Regions from separate parts of the Capra hircus genome. Here region 1 is linked to region 2. The links are chromatin contacts, called in public Hi-C maps. All regions are on one chromosome and are shown on one strand. Each heading gives the region's core, a stretch centred on a gene start, on an enhancer-like site or on the middle of the called end of the contact. The rest is flanking DNA. Distances are from core to core; before and after follow the strand shown. Region 1 overlaps PRUNE2 (protein prune homolog 2). Region 2 holds the start of GCNT1 (beta-1,3-galactosyl-O-glycosyl-glycoprotein beta-1,6-N-acetylglucosaminyltransferase).

What was found. A called contact is a pair of places that touch in the nucleus more often than the background predicts.
Region 1: a contact with region 2 is called in a Hi-C map of blood, with 3 times the contacts expected there. The contact joins the enhancer-like site here to the promoter of GCNT1 in region 2. A contact is called at or near these places in 2 of 5 Hi-C or Micro-C datasets (blood and liver).

What each region holds. Positions count from the first base shown.
Region 1 is chr8:52,552,992-52,556,793 of ARS1.2, reverse strand. The region is part of intron 9 of PRUNE2 (protein prune homolog 2); the gene reads left to right. Among named protein-coding and RNA genes, the nearest start is that of GCNT1, 200 kb to the right of the region's middle. Within about 2 kb of position 1,718, at least 1 of the 5 cell types and tissues checked has an H3K27ac peak or open chromatin away from gene starts, as enhancers often do.
Region 2 is chr8:52,348,850-52,353,234 of ARS1.2, reverse strand. GCNT1 (beta-1,3-galactosyl-O-glycosyl-glycoprotein beta-1,6-N-acetylglucosaminyltransferase) reads right to left here and starts at 1,450. Exons shown (of 4, transcript XM_018052088.1): 1 at 1,183-1,450; 2 at 221-398.

The DNA.
Region 1 (3,802 bases), core at 469-2,968, 200 kb before region 2:
TGATGCTTTCTAAGACCCACTTGACTTCGCATTTCAGGATGTCTGGCTCTAGGTGATTATTATAATCTCTTTCATATTATTCATTTATTAAATGACTTTTATTGCTAGTTCTTCTGTTTATAGCATCTGCTGGCAATTTTTCATAATATTTTTCCCTAGTGTAATTTGCAGCTTAGGAGGTGTGGGTTGGGGGTGTTGATGTGAGTTCATCTTTTAGAGGGTTTTTAACTTTCTCCTAAGTGGATTTCCAGTGAATCCTAGTTAGTGAAAGTAGCACTGCCAAGTGGTTTCATATTTGATTCTTCTGGAACCCTGGGAATCTAGGCTTGTAATGGTCCTAGATGAGTTTTAATTTTAATCTCTTGGCTTGGGTTTGCTACATCACTCAGGTAATATAAATCAGACACACTTGGCATACAAATAGTGTGTCTAATTCTCAGTGGTTGCTTTTTATTTTCCACCCAAGATTACAGGCAGACTATGCTTTCTGAGGCCAGAGGATAGAGTTTGTTCTCACTCTCTTTTCATTCAGAGGGCAGTTCTTTAGGGACCATGGCCTTATGTGGAAGTTCAGATCCAGGTCTGTCTTCTAGCACCTGGAGGTCCCTTCTCCTGTGGGGCCCTAAGGCCTATGTCCAGTCAAGAATGCTGCAGACTAACTTTCATCAGGTTTCTAGAATAACTGTTCATTTCTGGCACCTGGACTTTCCCTTGGTCTCTTTCAAGTTTGGAAATGTATGGATGACTTTTAGGGTGTTCTGTCTTACATAGCATTTCTTTGTATTTATAACAATAAATGACATTACACCTTGTCAGACACTTTCTAATCTCTTCTTTTTAGCAATAAAGTCTCACAGTGACAGCTCAAGGGTTTCTACCTTGAATTCAATAGCACTGTTTTATTTTGATTAAACTTACGCAACTATTTCTTTTAGGCAAGTGATTCTAAGTTTCCATGTATAGTGATACAAATCTTTCTTTCAGAGCAAACTTGAATAAAATAAGTCAATTTAAATAAAAGTATTAAGTAAATTGACAAGGGTTAGGTGACTGTGAAAAACCCGTAAAGGTAGTATATTAATATTCAAGTTTATAGAATACTTGAAAGCATTTGATGCTCTTCTGAGCTTTGTCCTCATCTTTTAAAGTGTTCTTTTATGTTTTAGCAACCTAGACAGGAAGATGTGTACATCAGCCTGAGCCTGGGCTGAGAGTGTAGGAAATCAGGGCATAGTGTGAGTCAGATACTCCCTTCAAAACAAGCAGTAAAGATCGGTATAAACAGTAGTACTACTCAGAATGGGTTGGATTAGCAGTTTGAGAAACCCAACATCTCTGGGTAAGACAAAAAATTCTTTCTTGCTGGTATATCCAGTGAGCTTTGTTTAGCAGAGGCTCTGCTCCTCATAGCCGTCGGGCTGAGCTCCTCCATAGGCACCAAGGTGGGGAACAACGCGTGACACCCATGCTTTCTCCTAATTCTTCTTCCCAGAAGTGAAACCTGCCACTTCGGCCACCATTTCATTTGTCAAAGCAAGTCACAATGCCCACCTTCATTTCAGAGGAGGACAGGGAAGTACACTTCTACCACGTGTGCAAAAAGTGGAGAGCCAGAACTGTTTGGTGAAGATCGGTGATGTTTATAAAACCACCCAGCAAACAAACAATTCCAGATCCATCCTCTAGATGGAGATGTGGAGCTAAGCATCTTTTGGAGAGGATGGCCACGGTAGAGTCAGTCTTGTGTTTACAGCTCCCCACAACCTGTTTGGTACCTCCGTGCTGTATACGGAAAACCCCAAATTAAGTAGCGACTACCGATGGATACGGTAAAATACTTACCTTCACGATGGATTGATTCGTTACCCAACCGATCCCGAGAGGCGTCCATTACTGATGTAAAACTCCGTGCTATTCCATTGCCAATTATTCTGTTTGGCTGCTTTATTTCTACAAATATTTATCGGCCTAATGTATGAATGTGGTAGTATTGACAATGGCTGCAACTTGGGTTTCTCCCAGGTTTGCCTCTGGGCTGTTCTGGTTCAGTGTTCCTTCTCTTTTCCTGGGGTTTCCTGAAAAAGTCCACATGGCTTTCTGTAACGTGGGTTTGTGGGTCCCTCGCCTGATCACTGCCTGATCGCAGCTTCAGTTTCTCTCTTCCCTCAGGTATGTCACTTTTGGTTTCCTAGCACCTCCTTAACAGGGCCTCTGCTCTGTGCTGCAAAAAGACATTGAGAGACAAAGACTCTGTTTACTAACTTCAGTGCCTCCAGGGGCACTTACAGTCTCTACGGAGATCTGTTTAGCAGGGAAACTTACCCTTGCCTGGGCCAATACTCAAATTTTAGGAAACTTAATTATGTTTTGCCTAACCATGACACATACTTCAGTTAAATCACTGATCCTACATTATGTTTAAACTGGGGGCATGTAATACCTTAAACTTAGTCAGTGCTTTATAATTTTCAGAGTACTTCCTTATTCTGTTTGTTCTCCATAGTCCCTGTAATGTTGGGTATTTATTATCTTCCTTTAAAATCACAAAGATAGTTAATTTTCTCAAGGTTAATCAGCTTGTCAGTACTAACAGTAGAACTATAACCCATAACTAGACCCTCATGTCTAGGACTCTTTCAATTATTCCATGATGTTGCCCATAGCTTAGAAACATCAGTAAAACCTGCAAAAATTTAAGGTGGATACTATCTATTTTTAAACTTCGTATTGGGCCTATGGCCAGCACCCCTTTGTGCCCTCTGAATCAAGTAGATATGATGTCTTTTTTTTTTTTTAAGGTTGACTCATAGGCAACTAGGGAAAATCATGTACGTGTGCATTTAGGGAAGTTCAAGTTCAATAATTCAATCCAACACATATTTGTTGAGTGTTTATACCAGGTGCTGGAGATGTAATAGTGAAGAAGACAGACATGGTTTCTGTCCTCATGAAGCTTCAAGGCTAATGGAGAAAGCAGTTACAATAGACAGCAAAAGGAACTTCAATAAAGGAGACAGCATTTTTTTTCTTTCAATATTATTCTTAGGCATTGCACAGTCTCTTTTGTTTATTGGTGAGGGAAGGGAGACACAGAAAGATTAGATAACTTGCCATGTGACACAGTAAGGGATGGAGCTAAGATTTGAATGTAACTGCTCTCAGCAGCATTTCGCTGTGTCACAGGTCCTACAGGGTTGGCGACAAGGAGAACACACCCAGATGACAAAGCATCATTGCAGGGAGATCTGGAAAATTGCAGCAGTACAGGAAACCCAGACAACTATCCCTCTGGGTCCCAGGTCTTTCAAAACGGGGGCCCCTAGAAGGCCTTCTCTTTGCCCACCACTCCCCCCTCCACTGCTGGGCAGTTCAGTTTGCTGCCTCCCAATGCCGTCTGTCTCTGGCGGGAGTTATCTTATTCCTGCCATTACATTATTGTCTTTGGCTCACATGCTGACCCCTCGTTCTTTTCAACTAAGCTGCAGGACTCATTTCAGAGAACATACACGGCAGAAGCCATAGCAAGTGTATGGAGAAAGAAACTCCTTATGTTTTTGAAGAGGTCTGTAGGGTTGACAGGTAAGGAGGAAGGCATTTACTTCTTTCAGGAGCAGCTCTGAGTTGTTGGTAGCAGTCATTATTATTTTAACTCCATCATCTCATTTTCACGACAAGAATGAGGCTGGTCTATTTCAGTCTTCTGTGTCCTTAGCACAGAGCAGACACACAGTACATATTTGTTAAATAAGTGAAGCAAGTTGTTATCACTAGGGACATGGGATTTTGTTTACAGCATAGGCTT
Region 2 (4,385 bases), core at 201-2,700:
CAAGTAAGTGTCTGGGCAGATGCTCACCTAGCCCTCACCAAATGCAGACCACAAAAAGCTGTGGCCTTGTTCTCATCTCCAGGCACCATACTTTCTCTGAACACTGTATATCCCCTCAATTTGCCTCCTGTCCTACTACTCGTAAAATGAAGACTCTCTTCCCCCTAGAACGAAATAACAAAGCCAACAAGTGTGTAGGATGCCAGATGACAAGACTCACCTCCAACCGGGCAGCCCGCAAGGCCCAGCCTGGATGCACGGGCGACCTATCATCCACCGAAAAAGATGAGAAGTGTGTAGCAGGCTGGGGTGCCTGTGTTTTGCTCGGCATCCAGGAACAGAGCTGCAAGGCAGGGCGGAAAAGAGCTGTGAGGGAGAGCTTCTTCCACTCCAAAAAGCTAATCAACAAAAATTGGAAACATCTGAATCAGAAATTGAGCGCTAACAACACAAAACCAAAAAGAACCTAGGAAGGGAATATAATGCATTCAAGAACAATCACCTGTGTCACCACAGAGCCAGCAGTAGCAGCCCGCGTTCCAGACGCGGCGTGAACCAGGCAGAGCAAACAGGAAGGGGAGGAAACGCGTGGGGGCTTTGGAGCCCCTAGAGCAGCGTCTCTTTTCCAGTGGTTAGCCCCCAGGGTGAGTCATTTAACATCCCGGCGCAGGCTTCTTTCTTTATCAGTAAAATGGGGGTAATAAATACCTCTCCGCAGGGACACGGTTAGCATTGTGCGAAGTTAGTCTCTGGCCCCCAAAGCACAACAGTGAGCAACTGTTCGCGCCCGGCCTCTCCATGCCCGCAGCCGCCAACTCCCGATTCCTAAGCTACTACTCGCTACGTGAACCAGGGGGAAAGACAGAAGAAACAAGTGGCTTCCAGGTGATACTGGGCACCAAAGTCCTAGCCCCAGGCTCCCCGAACCGGACGGAAGAGTTGGGTCGAGGCAGGGCGCTCTGCACCACCCCGGGTCCCGGACGCACAAGCTGGAAGCGGATTCCCACCGCGCATCCTCTTTCTCCTGCCCCGGCTCCGCGTCCTCTTTCCCCGGAGGAGCTGACCCCACTCGCTGCAGCCGGGCCCTGGCTAAGTGGCGGCTTCCTCCTTCCCGCCTATCCTTCCCGTTTCCTCCCCTCCAGCCAGGCAGCCGAGCAGGAGATCTGGTGGGGCGTTGGTTACCTGCAGCGAGCGCCTGGCCCGGAAGACGCTGGAGGGTGCTGGGCAGCACGGGGACGCTCTCGCCCGGCGCTGCTCCGCGCTAGGCTGACTGAGCTCTTGGCGCCGGAGGACCGCGCGGCCGGGTCTCGGGCCGCCCACCCTCGCGCCCGTGCGCCACGCCCCTGGGCCCGCCCCTCTGGGCCCCGCCCAGCGCATCCCTGCTTTGCAGACCTCTGCTGCCGTGGGCCTTCTGGCCCAAGTCAGGGCGCCCTCTGGGCATTTCGTTGTCTGGTGGAAGTGCTTGACTCTGCGTGCTTCCTCTTTCTCCTTCCTTAGGTTGACTTGGGTTCTTAGTTGGGAGAACCGCTTAGGGACTGAGCACTTGAGTGGGGTCTTCAGAATTTTATTGCCCCTTCCTGGGAGGCAGGAACCGCGGGAAGCGCTGTCTTTTCTGATTTTAAAAATAGGGTTTATAACCAAAGGAAAAAAAAAAAATTCCGGAGGTCTTTATATTGTGTTAAAATTAGATGTAACCATTGGGTTTGTTTGTTTTCCGTGATGAGAGTTGTCTACAGAGTCCTGTGGGTCTCCTGAACACAAGGCCTTTCATGTCCCCCAGTTCTTTGATTATAGGAAACAGCCTCCATTCAGCCTCCATGACCTTCCCTAAGTTCCACTGAGCAGATTCAAGCAGTTATTAAGACTAGGGAGAAACCATCAACAGCAGCCCTGGGGCAAGGTCCCTTTTCCTCAACAACAAATACACACACAATATCTTTGAACTGTTCCATAAATACTGAAACATGGTATACTGCCCAGGAGCATTTAGATCGCAGAGCCCTTAGACCTGAAGGTTGATGATGCTGACTTATTTCACCACAAATAAGTCTTGCTTTAATTTTGTTTAGGAATCTTCTTAAAATGCATTATGTGCAAGACCTAGAACAAGGAAAGGGAGCTCCTTGTTCATGAACCTCTAAGCCATGGTTTATGTTTTTATCATGGAAACAAAAGTCTGAACCCAAAATATCTTCTGCAGATATACACGGCATGTACACATTGGTCAGAATTAGAGAAAAAGTAATTGCAACTCTTTTTTCAATCTATTGCTAATCCAGATGACCTTTTTAACTAAAAGACAGTGATAATTTTAAATTTCTTAAGTCAACCCATTGTGAAATCAATTATACTAAAACTCTAATACTGCATTATGAAATTAAATTCATAAATTTTATTAATTCAGTGTTTGAAACTAAGCCTGTCACTTCCACTAGATTAAACATGTTTCCTCCATCCTCACTTGACCAGTTTTTTTCTTACTGTGCTTTCAGCAAGAATATTTTCAGTTTTTTTTTTTTTTTAATTATCAATACTTAGTATTCCTATTTAGGGGAGCAGAATATGCCACCCCAAAACATGTCCCTTTGTCTTAAGAGTCATTTTAAACTCGTTATTTTTAAGAAATTTTAAACACAAGAAAAGCTCTGAAACCAAGTTAAAGTTACTCTTGTGTGAAGATATTTTTATATATAAGAGAAATCATATATGACAACTTTGTAAGGGTGTCTCTCTCCCTGTACTAGGAAGAGGTAGTGTGGAAGTGTTAGTTGCTCAGTCGTGTCCAACTCTTTGCAACCCCATGGACTGTAGCCCAGCAGGTTCCTCTGTCCATGGGCTTCTCCAGGCCAGAATACTGGAGTGGGTTGCCATTCCCATCTCCAGGAGAACTTCCCAACCCAGGGATCGAACCCAGGTCTCCTGTATTGCAGGAGGATTCTTTACCCTCTGAGACACCAAGGAAGCCCTACTGGGAAGAGGGAGAATGACAAACCTCTAAAAATTCTTATCAAAGCATTACAACACTCCTTTTGTTCACTGTGCTTTCTTATTTTTGATGACTATCTAAAGTGACTATACCCCACCCCACCCCACCCACATCTTCTTTCATCTTTAGCTGAAGATGGTATTTAAGGTGAGGGCTTAAACCAAGTGGGAAAATTACTCAATTTTACCAGGCCTTTCTCAGTGAAGTGTAAGATACACAGCCAATTTTGAAGTCTTAATATGAAAAAAAAATTTTAGTATCTCATTTAAATGTATTTAAAAATATTAATTATAGATTGAAATGACAGTATTTTGGATATATTCTTTATAAAAGTATTTAAACAGTTTTAATTAAAAGAGTGAATACAATTTGTTGCTAATGTTACTGAACCAAACTTGGGTCTACTCAGCTATTTTGCAGCAAAATCAATTTACTGAGACCAATTTTGGTGAAGGAATGCACAGCATTTATTTGCAGGGCGCCAAGCAAGGAAAACTGGCAGCCCATGATCAAAAGTCTCAGACTCCCTGACAGCCTTCAGGGCAGGGCTTTTAAAGAGACCATTTTGGGTGAGGGTTGCAGCTCATGGACTTTTCTCTGATTGGTCAGTGGTGCTGTTTGCAGAATCTTTATCGTCAACATTCTGGTTCCCAGCAGTCTGGGGTCTACTGTTTCTGGTCAGCTTGTCAGCAGCATCCTGCACCTGGGTGGGTGGGGGCCTTAGGTTCTTGACAACTCAAAGATATGTGTTAGGTTGTTCTTTGTATCCCTGGAGGAGGAACTAGGACTTTATTGTTGCATGTTTTAGTGTTCCACTGTTGTCTTTTGCCTACTTTCCCTCTGTTTCTGCATTTCCTCACTTTCTTAATTGATAACTGCTTGAGTCTGCCCTTTGGCATACAGGACTAAAGCCTTTTCTACAAACAAGAAAGAAGCAACATGGAGGGGTTCTGTACCTGGGAAGGTCCCACAGGGTGGTGATCTGCTTCAATCCCCTCTTTGCTCGATACTCTTTGATCTTGAGGGAAACAGGGGCATGACAAGAAAGAGCATAAAGTTTTGAATAGAGAGGTTAGTCATAAACTTGACAAGCGAACCCCTTTTTAGGGGGCTTGGTTTCACTAGCATTATAGTTGCAACTTTGAATATATATTGCCAAGCAACGCTAGTTCTGTCGCCTAACACAATTTGTATAGTTTGTTCAGTTATATTGTAAACATTGATGAATTGATCATCTGACTTAATGTGTAGTATTCTTTTGTTAGGAAAATTCATTTCAAGATCCAGACAGTGAATTTATAAATTAACTTTTAGAATATATCTTTTTTGTCAGTTGGATGTGGCATATGTCCTATGGATATAACCCACTTATTCTTAATTATCACAATAATTTATAATC